7 separate regions of the Mus musculus genome follow, and regions 1, 2, 3, 4, 5 and 6 are each linked to region 7. A link is a contact called in public Micro-C and promoter capture Hi-C data. All regions are on one chromosome and are shown on one strand. The core of a region is the stretch at or near the end of the contact, and the rest is flanking DNA. Distances in the headings are between cores, read along the strand shown.

Region 1 (3,258 bases), core at 441-2,940, 710 kb before region 7:
TTCTACATTTTATACATTATCCCAGTTAAAACTAACAACTAACCACTGAGTATATGGTAAATGTGGAATCAGTTAATACTTAAAACGAGGTGGAGACCCAGAAATGTCCAAGGACCAAGAATCACAAAGGCCACAGCAGAGCCTTGGCAAGGGAGGACAGAGGGAATCCCTGTGCTGGGAACTTTATACACTGTTCATGGTCCTATCACAGCAGGCCAGGAAGAAGGCATCTCACAGTCCTATTGCAGAGGATGTCACAGCTGTCACCTGAGAGCTGATCTGAATGACTCCCAGCCCCGACACACTCCAGGGCCTTCAAGGCTGCAGAAACTGGCTAGGGTGCTGGGTGCTCATTATCTCTGAGTTTGCCTCAGCTCCTGTCTGCATCCTACATCAGGTTCCTAAACTCTCTGAAATGCTGCTTCCCAGTGACACCCGTGTGGGTCTGCTCACAGCCCCTCTACTGGGAGAGATCCGGAATGGGTTTATTCTCTATAGAACTCTCCACTTCTATAGGACCCAGGGCTTTGGAAGGCAGGGTAGGGGGACAGATCCAGGACCACATCAACTCTTCTAAATACATCCAATATGCCAGGCACATGATGCTAAATGGTCACACTTTGCTACCCACCACAGTGACAATGCGAGTGGTCCCTCACTACAATCAATGGTGCAATGGCTGGTCACTCTGTTCTTCTGAAACGTCTACTATCCAAATGTTGTTGTTTCCTTCTTTCCTCTTCCCACCCCTTTTAGAAAAAAGGTCTCATGTAGCCCTGGCTAGTCTTACATTTCTGATCCTTCTGATTCCACCACACAAAGAGTTGGCATGACAGGTGTGTGCCACCACTCCCTGCTTCAAATTGTGAGGCTTATAGCGACTGACCAGCCAAGCAGGAGCCACAGTGCTGTGACAGCTCGGGCCTGCTTCCAGATGACAGTGGCAGGTCATCAGACCTAGAACGTGTATCCTATTCTTTCCCGGGACTAGCAAACTATTAGATATTCCCTAAATGGACCCAAACCCAGACTCCTTCTCCTGAAGGACCTGGCTCTCGTTGCACTCCTGTCACATCGCTGTCTAAACGTCCTGGACACTCCCCAGAAATCCACCAGCTGATCTCAACTCACTGGGGGCCTTTGCTTGAGCCTGCCCTGTGTTTGAAACATGGCGTCCAGAGGGAAGACCATTTTATCTCGGACGACCACCCCAGGATCTGGGCTGCTTTTGTCAACAGGGTACGATACTTCCGGCCACCAGCATGTCCAGCTTGCCCACAGACAGGCCCCGGGCTTGCGCAGAGCCACTGCATCAGGACAACTGGGATGTGGGCAGGGCAGGTAGCCGGCAAGGACACCGGCGCGGTTTGGGGAGGCTGGCCTGCGCAGCTCAAAAGCAGGGAGCGCCCTCAGAGGCTGCCCCGGGACCGCGGGCGTCGGTTCCCGGGGAGGTGGGGGGGCGGCCGCCACGTCCGCACTCCGTGGAGACACCGGCCTTGTCTCTCCCCGCTCAGGCCAGGCGACCCAGCGACACCAGGGCGGGGCGGGGCGGGGCGGCCAAGGTCCCACGGAGCCTGCAGCGCCCCGCCCCGCCGTGCCTCCGCGCCGCGCCTTCCTCACCTCGCCCTCCTCGCCGCCGCCGCTGCCGCCGCCGCCGCCGCTTCCAGTGGGCCGGCCGGAAGTGACGCGGCGCGCAGGCGCAAACGGCGCGGGCCACGTGATCGCTGGCGAACGGAGTGCGGCGAGGTCGGAGGCGCGCGAGGTCGTCCCGGAAACACGGGTGGGTGTCGGGGGAAGGGAGGGGTTGCCGGGCATCTCTGAACAAGAACATCGGCGCACCGGCCCCGGACACGCATTTCCCCGGCCCTGCGCTGCCAGCGAGCCCCCGCGTACCTGGCGATGGTTTTGTACTGGACTGCGCTAATCAAGTCATCATCACAGCTTGGGAATTATGTTTATTGAAAAAGTAAAAAGTATCACCATTAAAAAACAAACAAACCTGGAGAAAAAGCCAGGCCAGAGAAATGGGTATAGGGGCAAGAGGGTCGTTCCCCACAAGTCCTAACCAGCCTGGCTGCCTCACTGCACATCCAGTGGGCACTCTAGTCCTTGGGGCAAGGTGCTTGCCACTTCTCCAAGGAGGCGCAAGCCCCAAAGGGCTCTCCTGGCTCAGTCCATGCTGGTTCCTTTGAAGAGTTCCACCAAGTCTTTGAAGTCCGGGTCAATAAGGTCGGAGGGCAGATCGCCATCATCATTGGCTGCATCTCTGTCTGCCCCCAAAGAGATGAGATACCTGAGGTGTGAAGGGCAGGTGGTTAAAGCCTACTCAGCCCACTCCGGGGCCAAAAGGCTAGAATATTGGGGTCACCTGTTTGTTTTTTCCAGGCAGAGTGAGGAGGAAGAAACCTGACCCCTTGGAAGCTGTGGCCAGATTTTCCGGCTTGCTCTAATGTTGCAATCGGGTAGAAACTGCCAGAATCCCTGAGTTGATGCCTACATCCTCAGAGCCATATTTTGGGGGGGTCCACCTGGAGAGATTAGGATGAAACCTCTGAACCACATTCCATAGTCTCACCTGGCTATGTCAGGGTACCCATCACTGCAAGCGATGTGCAGTGGTGTCCAGCCTGTCTCATCCCGCTGGTGAATGTCAGCCCCGTATTTGACTAGCAACTTCACACACTCTAGGTTTCCAGAGAGCACAGCTTCATGCAGAGCAGCCAGTCCTGGGCAGGGTGGGAACACAGGGTCAAAGCTGTAACCCTCAGAAGAGGATCTCCCCTGCCTCCTTATGGACAGAAGGCCAGACTCTCAGTTATCTACTCACCTGAGGGATGGATAGTGTCTAGGGAGACTTTCCGAGCCCGGATAAAGCGTCCCACCTGCTCCAGGTCGCCTTGTCGAATGTGGTCCAAGAAGAGAACATCGTTAGGGAAGCGCACGCTCCGATCGGCCAACATCCGCCGCCTCCGCTGTCGGGGGCTGTAGCGAGCATAGCGGACCGTTCGGCTGGGCATCCTGGGATTGAGGTGGGCTATCTCTGTGGGTATGAGTGAGAAAGTGTCCCTACCAGACCAGATCTGTGTAAGCTCTCCTGCTCGACAGAACCTCGATTCCAGCTTATAAAGGGCTTGCGAGGCTATATAAAGCCACGCAGTCATGCTTGCAGACGCGAGGGGCTGAAACTGAGCTGCTCCGCGCTCCCTGAGCACAGGATCATGTTTAGTGGCTCATCTTTCAGCACACCTGTCACTATGT
Region 2 (3,133 bases), core at 275-2,774, 900 kb before region 7:
AATCTGTCACGGATCCTACCCTGAGCCCTCTATTGGGCACGGTTCCTCTTACTTCCTCAGGGTCTTCAGAGGCTTTGATCAACCTACCTCACCCTCTGCATCCTCCCTTAATATAGACCTCTGTGTCGGTTTGGCCATGGCCACTTGAGGGCTGACAGGCGCGGAATGAGGAAAGGATGACTGGGGTCACAGCTGGAAGCATTCCACATCCTCCTGTTACTGTCCCTCAGGAAGGCCCTCCCGCGTGGTCACACAGTTATGAGGAAGAAGACGCCAGTTCTGGCTCAGGCCCAGGATGGACAGCTCTGGTTTCCTGCTTGGCTCTGGTCCCCTGAGGCAGGTGCAGGGTAAGAACTGAGCAGGACTACTGACGCTCCCTACGATGCCTGTCAGACTCAGGATGGACAGGGTACAGCCAGTGGTCCCAGGGATAAGAGGTCAGGGGTCAGGTGCGGCCAGCTTCCAGCATCTCCTAAGCTGCACCACCCAGCTCCCTCTTGGATTTTATGGGAGTGCTTTTAGAAGCACGGGGAAGACTGTGCCCCACACAGCCCCCCTATATTCAAGTCTGTAAAAGCCACAGGCCAAGCCCATAACCCTGTGATCTGGGCAGCAGTAATCAGGTCTCCAATTCCGTCAAAGGCAGTTGAAGCTAGACCACCCTGAGCTCCCTGCACAGAAGGGAAGAGCATCATGCCCTGAGCGAGAGTCAGCAGGGAACATAGGATCCCTGGCATACCCTGCTACACAGGTGTGTCCCTGCACATGTAGTCCTGGATGTGAGCATCACATGGTTGCCTAGCATACCATATGAGGCTGCTCTTTCCAAACCAAGTGGACGAGGCACACCAGGGTATCTGTCTCAGCATTGTCATCCCTGCTGAGGGTCAAGGTGTCCCAGCTTATGTGTGCCACTTAGGTCCTCCCTGCCGCCTCCCCAGCCCATGACTCAGGGGCAGACACAGGACAGTGTCAAGCTCAGGGCCACACACAAGGATAGGAACTGTGTGGCCAGGGGGATAGGACAGGCTGCTGCTGCATGCTACAGGGGGCCGTATTGCTCCTGGCAGCAGGAATCAGAGATGCAGTAACTGGATCCTGAAGAGGATCTGGCGGGCCACTGAGGGTGGAGGGCTGCGATCAGGTTGCCAGTCTGCTGTGAGTTTTCCACTGGGCTGCCTTTTCTACCTTGGAAAAGAGCTGGGCTGGAAGCAGGGTCTCAGGTGGGGACTGGGAAGCCCTGAAGCAATTGGCAGTAAGAAGAGAGACTAAGAACCGTGGAATCTACAGTTTATAGGGCATAGGACCCAGGCAGCCATGGGTGAGGACAAGGAGGTGGTCAGCCTCGCTTTTGTCCTGCTGGACATTGACTCTGGACTTGGTGCATCCAGGAGCCACTGAAATCCAAGCTGGGGCTAAGGCAAGTTGGCTACTGCTTCTAAGCCGGTGCACTTCTGATCCGCCCCTCTCACCCGCCCTCGGCTGCCCGCTGGCCATGTAAGATCTGCCTGGGTGGCCGAGGCCACAAGACAGAGGGAGGCAGCATTGGAGCAGGTAGCGTCCATGTCGCTGGCTAGGCTTGGGAGCCAAGGGTCAGATAAACAGATCTGGGCCTCAGGGGGGGCTACAGGCCCCCTGAACAGAACACTTAGAGAGAGTTCCTTCCCAGGCCCCTGAAGCAACGTGGCTAGCCTCAAAGATGCCAACCAACGGTCTGCACCAGGTGCTGAAGATCCAGTTTGGCCTTGTTAACGATGCCGACCGCTACCTGACTGCAGAGAGCTTTGGCTTCAAGGTCAACGCCTCCGCAGCCAGCCTCAAGAGGAAGCAGATCTGGGTCCTGGAGCCTGACCCGGGGCAGGGCACTGCCGTGCTGTTCCGAAGCAGTCACCTAGGCCGCTACCTGTCAGCAGAAGAAGATGGACGTGTGGCCTGTGAGATGGATCAGCCGGGCCGTGACTGCCGCTTCCTGGTCTTGCCGCAGCCTGATGGGCGCTGGGTGCTGCAGTCAGAGCCACACGGCCGCTTCTTCGGTGGCATTGAGGACCGACTGTCCTGCTTTGCCACGGCCATTTCCCCGGCAGAGCTGTGGACTGTGCACCTGGCCATCCACCCACAGGCTCATTTGCTGAGTGTGAGCCGTCGGCGCTACGTGCACCTGTGCCTTCAGGAAGATGAGATGGCAGCAGACGGTGACATGCCATGGGGTGTGGACGCACTAGTCACCCTCATTTTCCAGAGCAGGCGGTACTGCCTCAAGTCTTATGACAGCCGCTACCTTCGCAGCGATGGCCGCCTTGTCTGGGAACCTGAAGCCCATGCCTGCTACACGCTGGAGTTCAAGGCAGGCAAGCTGGCCTTCAAGGACTGTGACGGCCGGTACCTGGCACCTGTGGGGCCTGCTGGCACACTCAAGGCTGGTCGCAACACGAGGCCCAGCAAGGATGAACTCTTCGACCTGGAGCAAAGTCACCCACAGGTGGTGCTGGTAGCTGCCAACCGGCGCTACATCTCTGTGAGGCAAGGTAGGGTAGGGCAGCTGATATTGTGTAGTGTGTGCACGTATGCAGAGACCTGCCACATGCTGGGGTGGAGGGCGCTATTTACTGGAGATGGGTGTCTCTACACACAGTGTAAGTGGGGCTGCTGGCTTCAGGAGTCCTCGTCACTCTCCAGACATCTGGAGAGTATCAGCCAAATGTGGTGCCTGCTAGACTGCAGCTGCCTCGAAGATTGGAGAGGTGTAGCAGCGTAGCGAGGCAGAATCTGGGGGCAATAGGAGGGTGGGAAGCAGGCTGGGGACTGATACACCTTTGCTCTCATACCACCCACTTTCTCATCTTTGGGGGAGATGAGGGACAAGGGCAGGGCAAAGTGCTTGACCATTGGGAACCTTGTGGGACCCCCCCGCCCAAGAATGAGACTTTACTGTTATCCTCAGTGTTAGACATGGCTAACCCAACCTTACTTAGGTCCTGTGTTTCTAAGGGGAGGGTGCCATGTCTACCCGTGGGGTGTGTCTTGGTTTTCGTCGTTTCCTGGCCACTGGTCACTTGTGTGACACCTGAGCAGTCTGAGGTAAACACAGTGTTCCTACTGCTCTATAAAGAAGCCAAGAGTCTGGCCCAGGCCA
Region 3 (3,471 bases), core at 709-3,208, 680 kb before region 7:
ACCCGGAAAGAGATTTTTATCCGGTACTCCACACCTTCCTTCAAGACAAACGACTGTTTCTTGAAGCTCTCCAGATCACCTGTATTGAGGAGGAGTCTCCGCTGACTGCTTGCTTGAAGGGCTCTCCACCCTGCTACATTCACTCTCCCCAGCCCCTTCCCTGACACAAAGCAGAGCTTCGGCAAGCCCCTAGCTGCACTTCCCCTCTTCTCCACCAGAGGGCATCAGTGCAGAAAATTATTTTTAGGGGTAGAGGCAAGATGCCAGCTGGCCCCACCCAGGGATTCTAATACCCACTCACCTGTCAGGTCCAGTTCCAGAGGGCCTGGGGCAGTGCTGCATACCAAGGTCAGTCGAGTCACAATGACATTGGGGACGTTGGGGTCTGCAGAGTGAGAGTTAAGAGTCAGAGTCCCATCCCTTAAGATTTTTCTTTTTAAACTCACTCCTTGGAAGAGTGGTCTGGAAAGAGACTGGGCACAGGTTTAGATGACATCCTTCCTCCAAGCCACCTACCTGCAGAGACAGCTACTCGGCCCAGCAGGGCCTCCTTGTACTTTCGGAGGCTTTCATCGTCCTTGTCCAGTTCCTGGATCTCCTGGATGCTCTTCTGGGCTGGAGGCTTGTAGTTCACAGAGTGCTCATCTTCCTCATTCTCTGCAGCTATCTGCGCAAGCTGCTCAGCAGTGGGTTCCTGTTCTGCCATGCTTACCTCTAGCTTGGGACACCTGTGGGCGGGGCATGAGCAGGACTGTGACAGCCTGGAGGCATTCCACCCTAGGCAGACCCTGACACCTGCAGGACACCTGACTGGAACTTTGAGAGGATGCTGCCACTGCCCTACGCAGAGGCCCATTTGAGAGGACTAGAACCCCAAGCAACGAAATGGGACCACAGCCTGTTCCTCAGAGAAGCAAAACACCTTTCCTCCCCACTAAGAATAAGCCTCCAGACCGAACTGAACTGGCAGACGCAACACTAAATCCCTGGGGTCCTGTTGCTGTCCCTAGCTGCCCAGGCTCTCATCTTACTGGGTTGGGTCATGGAGGTAAGTTCTCCGACAGGGAGATGCTCTGTATGTTAGCCACGTGCAGGACAAGGGTCTGTTTGTTCGTCCCTTCCAATGGAATACTGTCCTAAGCTCAACTATGTGATGACCGCTTAAATCCCAAGAGCCCAAAGGGGATCCTAAATACGCAGGTCTGTCCTCTCTAGTGAGGGTCTGCGTATGCAACTTGGGAGCTAGTGCACCGCTTGCAAATAAATCTCAGGAGCCTGTTTCTGGGCCCTGACCCTAAACCTTTAGTGGCGGTGAGGAACCAACCAGGACGGAAGCGCCTAGATGCCTTTCAGTTCCGCAGATTCCCAAACGTCTCTCGGAAACCCACTGTGATGCCTACAGGCAATGCGCAGCGGTCCCGGGAAGAGCCCGGCCGTTGTCCCTCTGAGAGGTGTCCGCCAAGGAAACACATAAAGCGGCGGTCCGAAACCCGGAGGCTACAGACAACCCCACCCGACGCCAAGCGTGGCCGCCGGCGACAGCATCAGGGCGCGGCCCGCACTTCCGTAGAGCCCGCAATCCGAGCGGGGCGGGGCCGCGCGGCGGGAGCCCCGGGCCAGGCCCCGCGCCGGACCCCGCCCGCGAGGCCGAGGAAGGGGGTCCCCTGGTAGCAGGCGCGCAGGCCCGGGGGGCCGCGGCCCCTCCGGCAGGACCTGCGCTGCCGCCCTGGCCCGCCCCGCCCGCCCGCCCGGGTGACCGCGCCCCGCCCGCGAGCGCCGCAGTCGCCCGCGACGCCGCACAAAGCCAACCCACTCCCCTCCCGCACTGCACCGCGCTGCGCCACGCGCCCACTCACCGGAGGCTCGACCGCCGCTCTCGCGCTCCCTCCCGCACCAAATGACGAACGTCGTCCGCCGCCCGCCGCTCGGACGGTCACTTCCGGGGTCACAAGACTTCCGCTCTCGCGGGCGGGGTCGCCTTGCGCATGCGCCGCCAGGGGGCGCGGGTCGGCGCCGTCGCCATTTTGCTGCGGGCCTCGTGGGCGCGTCCCGCGTGGGCCGGCGCCCTCGCGCCTTCTGCCGAATGCCGGGTGCGAGGGTTTGTGGGACACGAGAGCCGGCTCTTCCAGAGCAGCGTCGCGCGGCCATTCTGTGGCTCCCAGGGTTCCCTGATTGCCGTGCCTGGCCCTTGTCCCATTGTCCTCAGAGTCAACAGAACCACAGTCCTCACCGACCGCAGTGCCCTGTAGCTGTGCTGCCTGGCGCATTGCTCTGGGGACTGCGTGCCCCCCGAGCCCCCGTATGTTAGAAGTTGTATGGTTTTGCTGTGAGGAGCGGTTTTCCTTGGAACGGGCTGCCTGCCTATCTTGAACCTCATCCCTGAGACGCGCCCGCCTCTGCCTCCAGGATGCTGAGATTGAAGGCGTGCACCATCACCGCCAGGCGTGTTTCACGACGCTGAGGATGGAGCCTCCTTAGTGGAGGGCCTGGCTGGGGGGGTTCCCGGTCGTGTGCTTGTGCCAGCCACTCCAGTTCCTCCTGAGGAGTCTCAGTTCCTGCTACTCCGTGAGGGCACTCCATGTTGGCTTCTTCTGAGTGTAGCCTCAGACTGAGGGGAGGCAGGAATTTAAGGGGCACTACGGGGACTTCTATAGCTTAATCCCACAAAAGCCATCGCTTCTGGCCTGCTCTGTTGGCCACACCTGCCCCTGTGGTATCCAGGAAACAGCTGTTGGCTCCGGAGAGTCATCAAACTTAAAAGATGAGGAATCCAATGGCCTCCACTCTCCATCTTCAGTTGTGGCCCAGTTATTTTACACAAGCACGCATACCCTCTGGCTATACATCAATCTGAAGCAAACCAAGTGTTCTTTCAAGCTCATTTATTTTTATCTCTAAGGAAGATGGATTTGCAATATCATTACCCTACATCCAGGTAGCTGCTCTTCTATGCAGAACTATTCTAAAACAAAAAGCCACGTGACTATCCCCACTCTTACTGTATGATGAATTTGGCTGGCCTTCCACCTACACACAGGTGTGCCCAACGAAGTGTGTCAAGCTGGCTTTTCAGGAGGCTCATGGTCCTCCAACTGGATGAGCCTGGTTTATTGAGCTCTGTGCCACCCACAATTCCCTGGTTTGACGCTCAAAGTACAAATCTTCCAAAGCTGCGTTTTTATGTTTATGCATATCAATATTTTGAAGTAGTCTCTGAACCACTTGTGTGCAGTACCCATAAAGGTCAGAAGAGGGCATTGCATCCTCTGGAACTGGAGTTAGAACAGTAGTGGGTTCTGTACTGTACTGGGAATCAAACCCAAGATCTCTCTCAAAGAGGAGCCAGTGCTCTATGAACTGCTGAGCCATCTTTTTAGCCTGCCCATGCCCAAAGATTTTTTATACGGTCTAGCTACATACATACAGTGATTCACATTTGAAAAAAATCACAAAGATCATTAAAAGTCCAGT
Region 4 (3,118 bases), core at 114-2,613, 770 kb before region 7:
ATGGTTCTTAGATGTAACTTTGAAGGTCCCTCCAGTGTTTTATATACAAAAGCAGTATCCTCTTGCTGAACACCAACCATGCTTCCTTTAGCATATGACCTCTGCTGTGCCTGGCAGTGTATGTCTAGTACTTGATGGTTTCTGGGTAGGGCTAGTCTATATGGGCAAGACCAAGTGGTGCTCCTGGTCTCACCAACCAAGCAGCCAGCTGTTCGGTTCCCTACCCCACAGTAGCCCAGCTAAGATATCAGATGCTGCCACCTAGAGACCTTCCTAGACGTGAGGTTGCATGTTGTCTGTACCTGCTGTAGGAAAGGAATGGATCCAGTGTGGGAAGTGCCCCTCACCCCCTTGTTATAGGCTTCCAGTGTAGGGTGCTCTTGGGCATGGGGGAAATGCCAAGATGGCACACCCCCAAGCAAGATGCCAGATCTTGCATTGTGCAACCTTGGTACTATGACAATAAGTATCTTGGCATGGGAGGCCACCTAGAGTTCTAGACGACATCATGCTCTCTACTTCCCTCGCTGCTACAAAGTTGGGCACTGGTTGGCAGGACTGGATAGGATACTCCTATTGAATGTTCAGCGGGAGCGGTGCCTGGAGCAGTTGGCCAGGTGTACGTTAGTTTTCTGCAGGACACGTGTCTTTTTCATTCACAATGCCAGACTTAAAGCAGCCTTGGGATTCAGAAATCACCTTGGCTAGCAGGTGCACCCTCAAACTGGGAGCACATGTGGATTTCTTTGCCCGTGTTCAGTAGGTAGAGATGGGCTTCTGAGACCAGGCAGATTGGAGCTGCCTCCTAGGAGCCTGAGCCAGTAACCATGAAGAATTCACAGCCCAGAACCCTCTCCATGGTGGCTGCCTAGGGCTGTGTCCACAGCAAGGCTTGGGCTGAGTTGCACTTGGCAGGGACTCGCTGGGTGTAGGCATGGGGGAGGAGCACTGCTACCCTTTACTAAGAGCCTTTTGTCCCTGATTTCTATTTAATTTGCAAGCTGGCCTCAAGACGGTTTCCATCCCCCCCTACATCTGGGCGGGGGCTGGGCTCTCGAGGGGGATAGGGGACAGAGGTCCACTGCTGCAACACGTGTCCTTCTCCTGGGTAACACACGAAGTTAGCACCAGGGCATAAGTTCAGACTAGGGCTAGAGGGTGCTGGTAGGAAACCAACCTCCTGATGAGTTGAGAATGGCAGAGCGCCTTCGGAACTGAGACCAAAGCCATGATCTGGAGAGTGGGGGTGGTCATGGGTTAGCTCAGTTTCACAGTTGGCTCCAGTGGATCGCCTCTCATTGCTCCTCGTTGCGGCCTCTTTAAGACCAGAGGCGGAGTCTCCCAAGGCTGGAGTCCGGTGGCGGGCGGAGTCCATAGGCCCCGCCCCCGGGGCTGCGCGGGCGCATTGGCTGTACCGGGCGCGGGCGCTCGGTAGCACTTTGAACCGGGCGTTGAGCAGCTGGGACCGGAGTTGTGCTCACCGGGGTCGGGCCAGGTCGCTGCTGCTCTGGCCATGGCCGAGGCACGCGCATCTCGCTGGTACTTTGGGGGGCTGGCTTCCTGCGGAGCCGCTTGCTGCACGCACCCGCTGGACCTGCTCAAGGTGAGTGAGCCTGAGCTTCAAGGCCGAGCGGGCGGGTGAGCCCTAGGCGCCGGGGACCATCCGGGGCCTGGCGCCTACAAGGCGCCTGCTGCGGCCGCCGCTTGACTGCGCACCCGGTAATTACCGCCGGTGACGCCCACGCCGGCCTGAGCCGCGGGCTGCCCCGCTCTGCGCTGCTGGCCTCCGGCTGCGGGCGCCAATACACTTACTTCCCGGTAGGCAGCGGTGGAAAATCCCCGGGGACCCTCTGCAGCTGGCGTCCGCAGGTGACAGACAGCTATGCCTCAGACAGGACCTCCTGCTCCTCAGCTTACCTGCTAATCCCTCCGCAACCACAGTCCTAACAGATGACTGCGCAGCTTCAGCTCTGCGCTATACTTAAGTAAACTCTGCCACTCTGAGCCATTCCTTTGCCACAAACACTCGACAACTCTGGTTAAAGTTGTGCGTGTGCACAGGTATTGAGATCCAAAGACCAGCCTGGTCTCTGCGCACAAGAGCACTCCCACTGCTGGGCGCTTAGCACCACCTACTGTGAGGACTGGGGGGTGGAAATGAAGGCAATGGACTAGGTGGTGATGTGACCTCGGTCATCTGCTTCCGCTTGTTTCGTTGCTATATTGGGATCAGCACCGTCCTAAGTGAGCTAGGAAGGAGACCCTGCGTTCATAGGGTCTAACCAATAAGATCGTCTCACAGCAAGAAGCAAATAGGACACGTGGTTTTGTAGGGTTTTGTGTGTGTGTGTGTGTGTGTGTGTGTGTGTGTGTTTCTTTAAAAATAAATGCTTATAGGACAAACTGAGACAGCTGTCTTCCTGTTCCCCAGGGGCATTCTCGGGGAATTTTTTCCTGATTCTGTCTTACTACAGAGAACAAAGAACTCACCCACTCTGCCCAAGGAGCTCTGGCTGCTACTTCAGCCTGTGGACTGAGCATTCACACTGGCTGCCACCTCCCCCGTCCCCCACATTGGATTGGCCCCTGAGGTCTGAGCTGGCAATCCAGCCTCAGGCAGTTTCTACTACTTCAAGCTTCTAGGGTGATCTCTGTCAATAGCTTTCCTTTCTTTGTTATTTATTTGTAGCCCCAGACTTACCTTGAACATGTTACGCAGCTAAGGCTGGCATTGGACCTTCCATGTGCAGGGATTTCAGGCATGCATTGTTTCTCCCAGATAGCTTTTCTAACTAAGAATGCTGGCCATTGGGTACACTGGGGACTGAAATCTCACTTTTCCTAGGAGTAGCATATACAGGTCCAGCCCCGGGGCATTGCTTCCGGCAGGTATTATAACAGGAAGAGGCAGGTACTGGTTGTTCTGGGAAGCACTTCATGACAGTATTTTCCTTTCTGAATGTCCCTGCAGCCTTCTCCATCATGGGGGTCAGGCTAGATGGCTAACCCAGCCATGGGCCCCAGAGACTCACCTCACCCCCAGGTAGTCCTTTTGAGTGTTGACAGACTGTGACGTAAAAGTCCCAGGTGGTTGTTCATTGTCCATGTTCCCTCCGGG
Region 5 (3,270 bases), core at 495-2,994, 790 kb before region 7:
TCGCCACAAAGTTGTTCTACCCACAGCTGCACCTCCCCGCTGCAGACCCTATGGTCTTGGCTGTACTCAAGTAGAGCAACCCCTTGGGATACCTTGCCCTTCATCCTGCCCAGCCCTTAGACCCATACATTTTATTGAAGAGTATGAGGACGGAGGCTTTTTCAAGTTCTTCTGCAGAAAGGAGACCCAGGAGCTGCATGCAGGATGCAGAGAGCTGGGTGGGGTTAGAAGCATCCATCATGAACTAGGGAGAAAAGGAAAACATGCTACAGAAGATAGTCCTGACCAGAGCCCTGTCTGGTCATTTCACAAAAGCACACAGACAACTTTTTAAGTGGATTTAAATTTATGATGCAGGAGTTTGAACCTAGGGCTTCAAGTGTAGCTAGGGCAAGCACTCTCCTGAGCTACATATCCAGCCCCAGATTGGCTTTTAAACAACAGGTTTTGGAAATAGCCAAGGGGGAGTTGTACGAGGATGACTGTCACTGGTGTCTTTAAGTAAAATTAAGTCTACTGTGGCCATCAGCTCTTCATCCCAGAATTTGATGCCCCTTCCTTCTACAGATAGGACCAACAAGAGGGATGTAAAGTGTTGGTCGTATTCAGGTATCAAGGCATAGAACATGCTGTGCCTTCAACAAGCCTCCTAGAATCTGAGCCCTGCTCAGGAAATCAGACCAATGCACAGTCATCAAAGACCCCCAAACCCGATCCCATGAAAAGCAGGGCCAATACTTGATGGTTCAGGGAGTCAGACAAAACTGACCTCCAAAGAAGCTTGAAGTATTAACTCACCAAGAGCGAATGGCAGTTTCCATAGTAACTGGACCAGATGGGGCTCATGCATCCCCCGAGCTCTCGGATGGTGATCTTCCTGTGGGCCACAATGTCTGTAAGGTTGGTGCCCACCTATGGAAAAAACCACGATGCACTGAGACCAGCGCAAGCGGTGTGCTGTGGTGAGCTTCTGGATGGCAGCACCGCCATGAGGGAGCTAAGCATCCACAGCCAGTGACAACTGCTCAAGCCCTCTGCTCTCGCCACCAAGAAATGCAGCTCTCTGGGGGCTCCAGGCCAACGTCAACCATAGAGATGGGCCTTGAGAGTGACGAGGGAATGAATTTCTAGGGATGGGAGAGAAAGGTGCCCACCGGAAGACGGGCTTCGGGTTCTCCACACTCAGAAGTCTAGTGATGGGAGTTCCTCTGCCGCAGACAGTACCCAACCTACTGACCACAGGCACCGCGGCTTCCATTAGAAGAGGTCTGAGGACCTTTGCAAGCCTCAAAGGGCATGCATGACCTGAGAGAGGCCGACACCTACCGTGGGCCGCGTCGGTGGGGGCTCTCCCAGGTCGCCTTTGCCATCTCCGGAGCTCAGCTGTCCCGGCGGTCAAGGGCCATGGCGTGGCAGAGGGAGGAGTTCCCGTGATGAGCGACCCCGGTGTGCTCCCTCCCCACCCTGCCTGGGACTCCCTGCCTGCCCACTCGGCGCGGAAGGATATTCTGAAGGCGTTTCACCAGCAGGGTCTTCCCGACCCCAGCAGCTCCAAGCAGGAGACACATCCCTTCCTCGGATAACGCGCTTGTACCTCCGAGCTACCACGCAATGAGGCCCGCCTCCGCTTAGCTTTCATTGGATAGACCGCTCGTCCAGGCTGCTCATTGGTTAGTCCCAATGGACTGAGCGGTCCAATGGACGCTCAGAGTCAGTGTGTAAGCGCAAGTCTCGCCATGGAGCAGGACTCGGGGCGGCGCGGAGGCGTTGCGCGTGCGCGAGCAGAAAAAGAAAGGCGGAAGCGGAAGTTGGGGGGCGCGTCAGCTCCGAAAGAGGGAGCGACTGCAGCGTCGGTCCGGAGTGGGGTCGCCATGGGGCGAGGCAGCGGCACCTTCGAGCGTCTCCTAGGTAACGCGTCCGCCCGTCAGCTCCAAGTCAGCTCCCTCGCGCGCACCGGCCAGATGCTGCCTCCGTAGGTCTCAGGAGAGCGGGCCGGCCACCTAGACCGGCCGTCGGCCTCCGGGGAGCACTGCACGGTTCCCGGGCCTCGGGTGTGGCCGCCCGGGCTGTACACTGAGTCCTGGGGTTCCAGTGACGAATGCTCTTTGGGGGTCCGTGACGGACCTCTCTTCCTCCGGGTCCGACGGTCCTGAACCGATTGGGCCAAAGTCCTGAGTCATGAAGTCATGACTCAGATCTTAGCTTCATGCGGGTCTCAGACCCCGATACCTTTTCGCAGGGTGGAACCGATACTGCCTTCCTTAAACCTTTCGAGCCCCTTGGGGAATGCTTCCTAGGACCTCAGCCTCTTGCGCTCTGGTAGTGCCTGGGGGTTTGAGAAGACATGTATTTCTCATTTTTGAAGGTGCTTGTTGATATCACTATCTGAGGTTCCTGGACAGTGTAAATTTTAGGAGGGAAAAATGAGTTTGACATGCATGCACCATTCCCTCAATAAATGTGTTCAGGAGCAGGCCCCATCCTAGGCTGCTCACTTGCTCCTTTTTGAGCTAAGGTTTTCAAAGGGGAATCTTAGATGATGAGATGTTTACCTTAGTCTCATATCCTGGGAGGTTCAGCACGTCAGGTATGAATCCACTAACTTGTTGAATGAGTAACAAGGGTGGTGTATCTTGGGATAGCTCACTTTCGTAAGGGAGGGGTGATCCGAGTGTGAAGAGGTGTTGGCTGGGGGTACCACTTGACATGGAGAAATCATCCCTCATCTTCTAGAGCTTGCTAAGGGACCCATTACATTACCCAGCTAAGAGGTAAAGGACAAAACTTCTAAATGATGGGACTCTGTTGAGAAGCAGCAGGGTATGCCATTTTAAAGTGCCCAGCAAGCTGTGACAAAGGGCATTCTCTACCTCCTTTATCTTTAAAGCAGATGCAAGTAGTACCTCTCTCCAGAGGGTCTGTGGGAACTGAGTGAAGCCGAGCTTGAGCTGACAGCTGATAGGGACTAAGTATCATTTCCACATTATTTGCTTCTTGCATGGGAGGATGCCATTTCCATGGTTGTCAGTGTACTTCAAGAGGATTTTCAGTTTGGTTTTGGCTGTATAAAATGAGGGATGTTCTTGACTTTTGACGGGCCGGCTCGGAAACATAGCTCAATGGACCCTTTGAATGGGCATCTCTTCCCTTTAGACAAAGCCACCAGCCAGCTTCTGTTGGAGACAGACTGGGAGTCCATTCTACAGATCTGCGACCTGATCCGTCAGGGGGACACACAGTAAGTGAAGAGAACCACCCCTCTTCTAAGAT
Region 6 (2,982 bases), core at 227-2,726, 820 kb before region 7:
TGTCACTGGGCTTGGACAAGGAAGTAGGCTGAGGTAAGAATATTAGAAACAGAGACCACGGGGCTTTGTGTACTGCTTTGATGAATTACTGCCTTGTGTGATCTCTTTGCTTACTACTTTACTTAGTGACTATCTTTTTTTATTTTTTATTTGAGACAGGGTTTCTCTGTGTAGCCCTGTCTCTGTGGCTGTCCTGGAACCCACTCTGTAGACCAGGCTGGCCTTGAACTTAGAAATCTGCCTGCCTCTGCCTCCCAAGTGCTGGGACTAAAGGCGTGCCCCACCACTGCCTGGCTTCTTAATTATTACCTTGTGTGACCTCCTTGTTTGCTACTTCACTTGATTACTTTGTCTTTGATCTAAGAGCTGACCATGTTTTTTGGATGCACCTAGGATGCTATACAAGCAGGCTGGAGCGACATGAAGCTGTTCCAGCCTCAGCACAGGCTGGAGTCAGGGTATCATTTTCTCTAACTGTTTTTTTTTCTTTTCAATCCTCACTCCCTCACTTGAGACCCTGCTGACTGAATGAGCTGGCTTGGTCAGGGGAAGAAAAAAAATGGGGTGTTGCTGCTGCTGCTGCTGCTGCTGCTGCTGCTGCTGGAAGACACTGGAGGGCTCCAGGCAACAGTGAGTGCAGTGGAGATGGGGTTATGACAAAGGCCGGGATGCACAAGTGCTAGGCCATTCGATTGTCTGGCATATAAAGTTATAAGTCAGAAAAAATGGTAGATAAAGCTAAAAGTGGAGGCTGAGCCTGAGATGTCTATCAAAAGTTAAAACTCAGGGGAACTGGGGTCCAAACAGGAGGGGCATTTTCCATGTACAGCAGAACCTTGCCCTAAACATGTCTACAGAAGGGCTTCCTGATGTCTCAAGGTCCTGTGGGCCTATAATGACACTAACACATCTACATCACACATACATACACACACACACACACATACACACACACACACCAGTCAGAAGCAGGGAGACAGAGTTAGGTGGTAGGGCCCAGTGTTGACAGCCTAGGGACATGCTTTCTGTCTCCACAGCGAGTTGCTCAAGTCCTTTAGACTGGACAGTGATCACAGCAAAATCCTGCTTCCAACAAGCTTGGAGGGAAGGGACATCTGGAACGTGAATACTGAGTTGTTCTTGCTCTCCATAAACTATAAGGATAATTGGCTTTTGTACTGCCTGTGGGGCTCCTGGGGCTGCTATTGTGAACCAGTTTGCACAGAACTGATCTTTTAGGGGTGCTGATAGGAGACCAGCTGAGCCTACAGGCCAAGACCAAAATGGGACTCAATAGTGATGGCCATGGGTCCAGCATCAGGGCCACCTTAACAAAATCATGACTGTGCAGACATTAGGGATATCTCTGGAGCCAAGGCCAAGAATTACAGGCTAGAAAGACCAGATGTGACTATAGAAGCAGGCCCCTGCTGTAAGCCCTAAAATGTGACTCCTCACATGATACCACTGTGATCGCACTGGAGGAGGAGCTTGCAGCTCTCCAGCTCTGGCTTATACAGTTCACAGAGAAGCCAAGGGACACCGGGACACCGTTATTTTAGGACTGTAACCTGTTCAGAGAGACCCTGGCCACTGCTCTCCGTGGTTTTCTCCAATTGTGTGGATGATGAAGGAAGAAGAATGCAGCCCCTTGCTGTCTCAGGTGAGCCGACACTTAATGGCCTAGCTCAGGTTGAAGATGTTTCTTGGATCTAAGGTCCTCTGGGAAGCCCCTGGACCAGGTTGCAGTCTACCTGACTCCTGGCCCCACCCCCCAGTCTAGCTGTGTGCTTGACCCATGGGTACACTTGGGTGCTAGCCTTTAAGGTGCCCCCTATAGGCCTGAAAGAAGTATTGATTCAGGATCAGGTAAGGGCAAATGTCCTTTGAGGCTGATTGTGGACTCTGTGGCCTCAGGCAGTCTTAATGCTGCCAGCTGGCTCTGGCAGGTTGTCCTTTTACTCTGACAGACTCCGGCTGACAAATAACCTTCACATATTCTGCTCCAAATTTAGGGTGAAAGAGCAATCCACACACCTGGACAAGCTTCTTCCTGTGGGACGGGGATGAAATGAGACCCTTGCCTAGATACCTGGCTGTAGTCATGCCTAAGTCACACTGTCATTCGAAAAACAAGGTTACCCCATCTCCCTTTAGAGGGTCTCTCTCAGGTCTGCCTCCTTGCCTCCTCTAAATTCCTGCCTATTGGCTGCCTCTCTCCCTGCCCAGGAAGCCAGGCAGGCAGTACCTAGGCAATCTCTCCCTGCATCCTCTACACTAGGTTCAGCATAGTGTCCACACTTGACCTAGGATCAGTCGGTGGGCCCGAGATGATACAAAGAAAACAAGGTTCGTTTCACGCAGAAGGGTAGAAGGGTAGTCACGGGATCAGCTTCTCTATCCCAGGCAGCCTGCACTTATGGCTTGGGTGGGAAAGTCCCTCTTGTGACTGCACAAAGTCACTGCTGGTGGGGCACTATAGACTGATTCCACCACAGAGACCATTCCAAGACTAGGGAAGCAGACCCACCTGCCATGATTCTGCTGTGTTGGAGGAATAGAAATCCTGACCCTGGGCAAGACCACGCTGGTCCATCTTTCACAAGGGTATAGAAGAAAGGGAGTGGGTCCATCTTGTAACTGCTGCTCTGCCCAGTGTTTACCAGGGACCTTTCAGGGAGCTGTCATTATACTGTCCTAATGGAGATTGGCCTCACACATCGACCCTGGAAAGCAGTGAACTAGGACCCTCACTGCCCTTTTAGATTACAAGTCCCCAGGCCCCAAGTTACTGATTCTTCAAATCTTTACTTCCTTCCATAAACTTCCTCTAAGCCCACCCCAGTCTCTTAGCCCCTCTCTGGTGAGGCCTCACCCCTGCTCGATGTCACAGAGTCTGTGTGACTGAGGTCTCACCAATGCATCCTCTAAGTTTCCTCTCCTTCTGCAGGACACTGCTGGCCGAGAGCACCCACTCACCAG
Region 7 (3,338 bases), core at 280-2,779:
TTAAGTTTACATGTACATTGAAGAAGTGCTTTAAAATAAATATCTTTATAAGTGTTTGGTTTGGCCAGATATGGTGGCTCATTCCTCTACTCCCATCCCTTGGGAGGCAGAGGTGGGTGGCTCTCTATGAGTTCGAGGTGATCTTGGCCTATATAGTAAGCTCCAGGCCAGCCAGGGTTATATATGACTGATCGTCTTTCCCTCCCCACAGAAAACACCAAAACCAGCCACAAAAGCCAAACAAAGCAACATAAGTGTTGGATTTGTATGCTTACTTTACATACCTGGATAGCTAGGTGTAAAAAGTTAGATCTAGCCATGTTATAGATAGATGCTAGAGTCACATGGCAGAGCCTCAAACCTGCCCTAGGCAGTGCGCAGGACAACACAACGGTGTCAACAGTAATGGGAGGGCATTTCTTGTTCTTGACACCCTTTGTCCTTGAACTGTGTTTGTCTAGATACTCACCTAGTTATCATTTCCATAGTTTTCTGTACATCACCTACAATGCCTCAAATTAATATTTAATGAAATGGCTCTTTGCCATATTTATAGTACAAAGCATTTTGAACCCTTAGGAATTTATCCCGTAATTACAGACACATATGTCAAATAAGATATGTAAATGTTATAAAGACTGTTTCCCATTAAATGTATTGCAAGTTTAGACATAGAATGAATTAGAACGCAAAATGTTCCCATGCCTCTAGTCTGGGGCCTCTGTTTAGAAGCTCTTGGCTAGAATGTCCACTTTATCCTATGCAGCTTAAGTCCAGACTCTCAACCTTTCCACTCTCCCTGACCTGAATGAACTCCTTTTGTGCATCAGTGAGAGAACACTGCGTCCCATCGCCTGCACCCAGGGGCCACCATATTGGTGTGACGTTCTTTATGACCACGTGCCTCTCTTACCAGAGCTAAAGCAGGTGCATCCACTGCCCTTCGTTCCTGGGGAAGAAACTAGGGGTCTCAGCTTCACCTCTATGTTGGCACCGGCTTCTGGAGCCCCTCACAGCCTGCTCGATCTGCATAGCTCTGCTCCTCCCACGGGCCCGCGTTGTGGTTTCTTTTTTAATGGGAGAGATGGGATCTCTCTATCACACATACACAGATTGGAATAAAGCTCAGATTTGCAGTCCTTGGTATGAATTACTGAGTGCAGAACTCTATGCATACTGGGGTAATTTCTGTCACATCCCTGTGACATACGGGTCGATGCGGCAGGTTCCCGAGCAGCGCGCCTGACTCTACGCAACCTAGGGCGGAGTGTGAGAGGGGCCAGCGGCTCCCGGGGCGCACTCGCGCCCGTCGTGACCTTGGACCCCCGCTCAGTCCGCGAACGCGCGCGGCCCCACGCCAACTCCTCACTCCGCCCCGGGTTTTCCGCGCCGCCGCGGCCAACCTGCGTCGCGCGACGACGCCGGACGTGCGGGCGCTCGGCGGCGCGGCTCCCCATTGGCCGGCCTCGGTAGCCCCACTGCGTGCGCCGCGCCCATTGGTCGGCGTGCCCGTCCGTCGTAGGGCCGGCGCGCGGCCGTGCGAGCTCCCGCCCTCGCAGCTCTCCTCGCCGGCCGGCGGTCTCCGCGACCGTGCTCGGCTCGCGCGGCCCACGACCGCGCCCGGGCCTCGGCCCGCTAGGGCGCCCGCGCGGATCGGCCAGGCCTCGCAGGCGATGGCGGCCGCGGCGGCGCTCTCGGGCGCGGGCGCCCCTCCCGCGGGCGGCGGGGCCGGGGGCGGCGGATCCCCGCCGGGCGGCTGGGCCGTGGCGCGGCTCGAAGGCCGCGAGTTCGAGTACCTCATGAAGAAGCGGTCGGTGACCATCGGCCGCAACTCATCGCAGGGCTCGGTAGATGTGAGCATGGGCCACTCGAGCTTCATCTCGCGGCGCCACCTGGAGATCTTCACGCCCCCGGGCGGCGGCCATAGCGCGGCCGCCCCGGAACCCGCGCAGCCCCGGCCGGACGCGGGCGGCGACTTCTACCTGCGCTGTCTCGGCAAGAACGGCGTGTTCGTGGACGGGGTGTTCCAGCGGCGGGGGGCGCCGCCGCTGCAGCTGCCGCGCGTGTGAGTGGCGGGAGGGGGGCAGTGTCCTGGACCTGACCCACGGTGGCTACCCAAGAGCAGGGAGGGACCCTGACCCACAGCAGCCACCCCCGGGGAGGGGCGGGACCCGCACTCAGACCCACTGCCCATCATCAGGCAGGACGCAGAAGACCCACGTCAGCTACCCATGAGCAGGGTCAGACCCTGGACAAGACCTGGTCCCCATCAGGGAGGGATCCTGATCCGCTATCCGGGAGCAAGGAAGGCTAGACTCACCACCAGGACCCATTCACTGCCCATAACCAAGACCTGACTGATTCTGACCTACCCTAGTTTAATGCCCACGACCATCACTGGGATCACAGCCCCCCAGCGCTCCACCCGGAGTATTTAACATGCTGGCCCACTCCTGTCTGCCCTCCTACTGCCAGGTCCCCTGCACTGGTATTCTAACCCACGGCCCTTTGTCCAGTCTGACATGGGACTCTCAGAACACAGACCATCATTTCTGCCATCAACCCTCAGCCCTCCCTGCCATCATCACCAGCGTTGGTGGGTGGAAGTTTTATGGGTGCTCTGTGCCTAACCATCAGGGAGGAGGCACCCAAGGGAGATGCTAAGATGTGTGTGGTGGAGAACTATCTAAAATGAAGGGTAGATACCTGGTACCTTTTTTTTTTTTTTTTTTTTTTTTTTAAATTCACGTTTCAGTAGCAAGATATTTTGGAGGTAGCGTCTTAAGCCTAACAATTCTCTTTCCCCAGTGTTTTTGTAGCCTAAAAACTGAAAACTCCCAAACATGAAGGATTAGAAGCCTGTCTGTCCAGAACCTTAGAAATCTGGGAAAACTGGATACTAATTTCAACCAAGTAATCTTTAAAAAGCATTTTTAGCCAGGTGGAGTGTATTCAACCTGTAATCCCAGCACCCTAGAGGCTGAGACAGTAGAAATTTGAGTTCCAGGGTAGGTTAGACTGTGGAGTAAACTCTAGAATAGTTTGGGTTGCATGCTGAGACGTCGTCTCATAAAACAACAACAACAACAACAAAAAAACAGAACAAAGGGTGTTTGGTTTTTAAGGAATTATTACAAGATTGTGTAGAATAATTACAAAATTATTACAAGGAAGCCTCATAGGGAACTGTCAATCACAGCACAAAACAATTTCAATTTGGTTCTGTGGTTGGATAAACTTACTGTTTATTGTGCTTGAAAAACAACTTTGCTTTCCAGGAAATGCTAAGTATTCCTCAGGGTCCCTCTCTAGATCAGTGCTAGTAGAGCTTTTGCCAC

The links. Promoter capture Hi-C pulls out the DNA fragments that hold promoters and counts their contacts. A called contact is a pair of places that touch in the nucleus more often than the background predicts. Capture Hi-C pulls out chosen DNA fragments and counts their contacts.
Region 1: a promoter capture Hi-C map of pre-B cells shows a contact between it and region 7, with 3 times the contacts expected there. The contact joins the promoter of Mcrip1 here to the promoter of Foxk2 in region 7. A contact is called at or near these places in 2 of 39 promoter capture datasets (fetal liver and pre-B cells).
Region 2: a promoter capture Hi-C map of pre-B cells shows a contact between it and region 7, with 4 times the contacts expected there. The contact joins the promoter of Fscn2 here to the promoter of Foxk2 in region 7. A contact is called at or near these places in 1 of 39 promoter capture datasets (pre-B cells) and 1 of 115 datasets of contacts at active chromatin or transcription factors (pancreatic cancer cells).
Region 3: a promoter capture Hi-C map of pre-B cells shows a contact between it and region 7, with 4 times the contacts expected there. The contact joins the promoter of Arhgdia here to the promoter of Foxk2 in region 7. A contact is called at or near these places in 2 of 39 promoter capture datasets (erythroid cells and pre-B cells) and 1 of 115 datasets of contacts at active chromatin or transcription factors (microglia).
Region 4: a contact with region 7 is called in a Micro-C map of embryonic stem cells, with 6 times the contacts expected there. The contact joins the promoter of Slc25a10 here to the promoter of Foxk2 in region 7. A contact is called at or near these places in 2 of 39 promoter capture datasets (erythroid cells and hippocampal neurons), 1 of 484 Hi-C or Micro-C datasets (embryonic stem cells) and 1 of 115 datasets of contacts at active chromatin or transcription factors (large pre-B cells).
Region 5: a contact with region 7 is called in a promoter capture Hi-C map of liver, with 2.5 times the contacts expected there. The contact joins the promoter of Arl16 here to the promoter of Foxk2 in region 7. A contact is called at or near these places in 1 of 115 datasets of contacts at active chromatin or transcription factors (bone marrow-derived macrophages) and 1 of 9 other capture datasets (liver).
Region 6: a contact with region 7 is called in a promoter capture Hi-C map of liver, with 2.8 times the contacts expected there. The contact joins the promoter of Tspan10 here to the promoter of Foxk2 in region 7. A contact is called at or near these places in 2 of 39 promoter capture datasets (erythroid cells and liver) and 1 of 115 datasets of contacts at active chromatin or transcription factors (bone marrow-derived macrophages).

Annotation. Positions count from the first base shown.
Region 1 is chr11:120,548,037-120,551,294 of GRCm38.p6, forward strand. Mcrip1 (MAPK regulated corepressor interacting protein 1) reads right to left here and starts at 1,691. Exons shown (of 5, transcript NM_001033231.4): 1 at 1,621-1,691. It overlaps Ppp1r27 (protein phosphatase 1, regulatory subunit 27), which reads right to left and starts at 3,096. Exons shown (of 3, transcript NM_026814.3): 1 at 2,828-3,096; 2 at 2,576-2,726; 3 at 1,939-2,293. The coding sequence starts at 3,017. The coding sequence ends at 2,170.
Region 2 is chr11:120,360,010-120,363,142 of GRCm38.p6, forward strand. Fscn2 (fascin actin-bundling protein 2) reads left to right here and starts at 1,525. Exons shown (of 5, transcript NM_172802.4): 1 at 1,525-2,525. The coding sequence starts at 1,700.
Region 3 is chr11:120,579,666-120,583,136 of GRCm38.p6, forward strand. It overlaps Arhgdia (Rho GDP dissociation inhibitor (GDI) alpha), which reads right to left and starts at 1,959. Exons shown (of 6, transcript NM_133796.8): 1 at 1,857-1,959; 2 at 517-728; 3 at 302-385; 4 at 3-79. The coding sequence starts at 706.
Region 4 is chr11:120,490,474-120,493,591 of GRCm38.p6, forward strand. It overlaps Slc25a10 (solute carrier family 25 (mitochondrial carrier, dicarboxylate transporter), member 10), which reads left to right and starts at 1,364. Exons shown (of 11, transcript NM_013770.2): 1 at 1,364-1,603. The coding sequence starts at 1,514.
Region 5 is chr11:120,465,856-120,469,125 of GRCm38.p6, forward strand. It overlaps Arl16 (ADP-ribosylation factor-like 16), which reads right to left and starts at 1,745. Exons shown (of 5, transcript NM_197995.2): 1 at 1,508-1,745; 2 at 1,327-1,385; 3 at 799-912; 4 at 129-244. The coding sequence starts at 1,568. It overlaps Hgs (HGF-regulated tyrosine kinase substrate), which reads left to right and starts at 1,780. Exons shown (of 22, transcript NM_008244.3): 1 at 1,780-1,908; 2 at 3,154-3,238. The coding sequence starts at 1,872.
Region 6 is chr11:120,441,155-120,444,136 of GRCm38.p6, forward strand. It overlaps Tspan10 (tetraspanin 10), which reads left to right and starts at 1,477. Exons shown (of 3, transcript NM_145363.2): 1 at 1,477-1,663; 2 at 2,951-2,982. The coding sequence starts at 1,625.
Region 7 is chr11:121,258,458-121,261,795 of GRCm38.p6, forward strand. Foxk2 (forkhead box K2) reads left to right here and starts at 1,530. Exons shown (of 9, transcript NM_001080932.3): 1 at 1,530-2,065. The coding sequence starts at 1,674.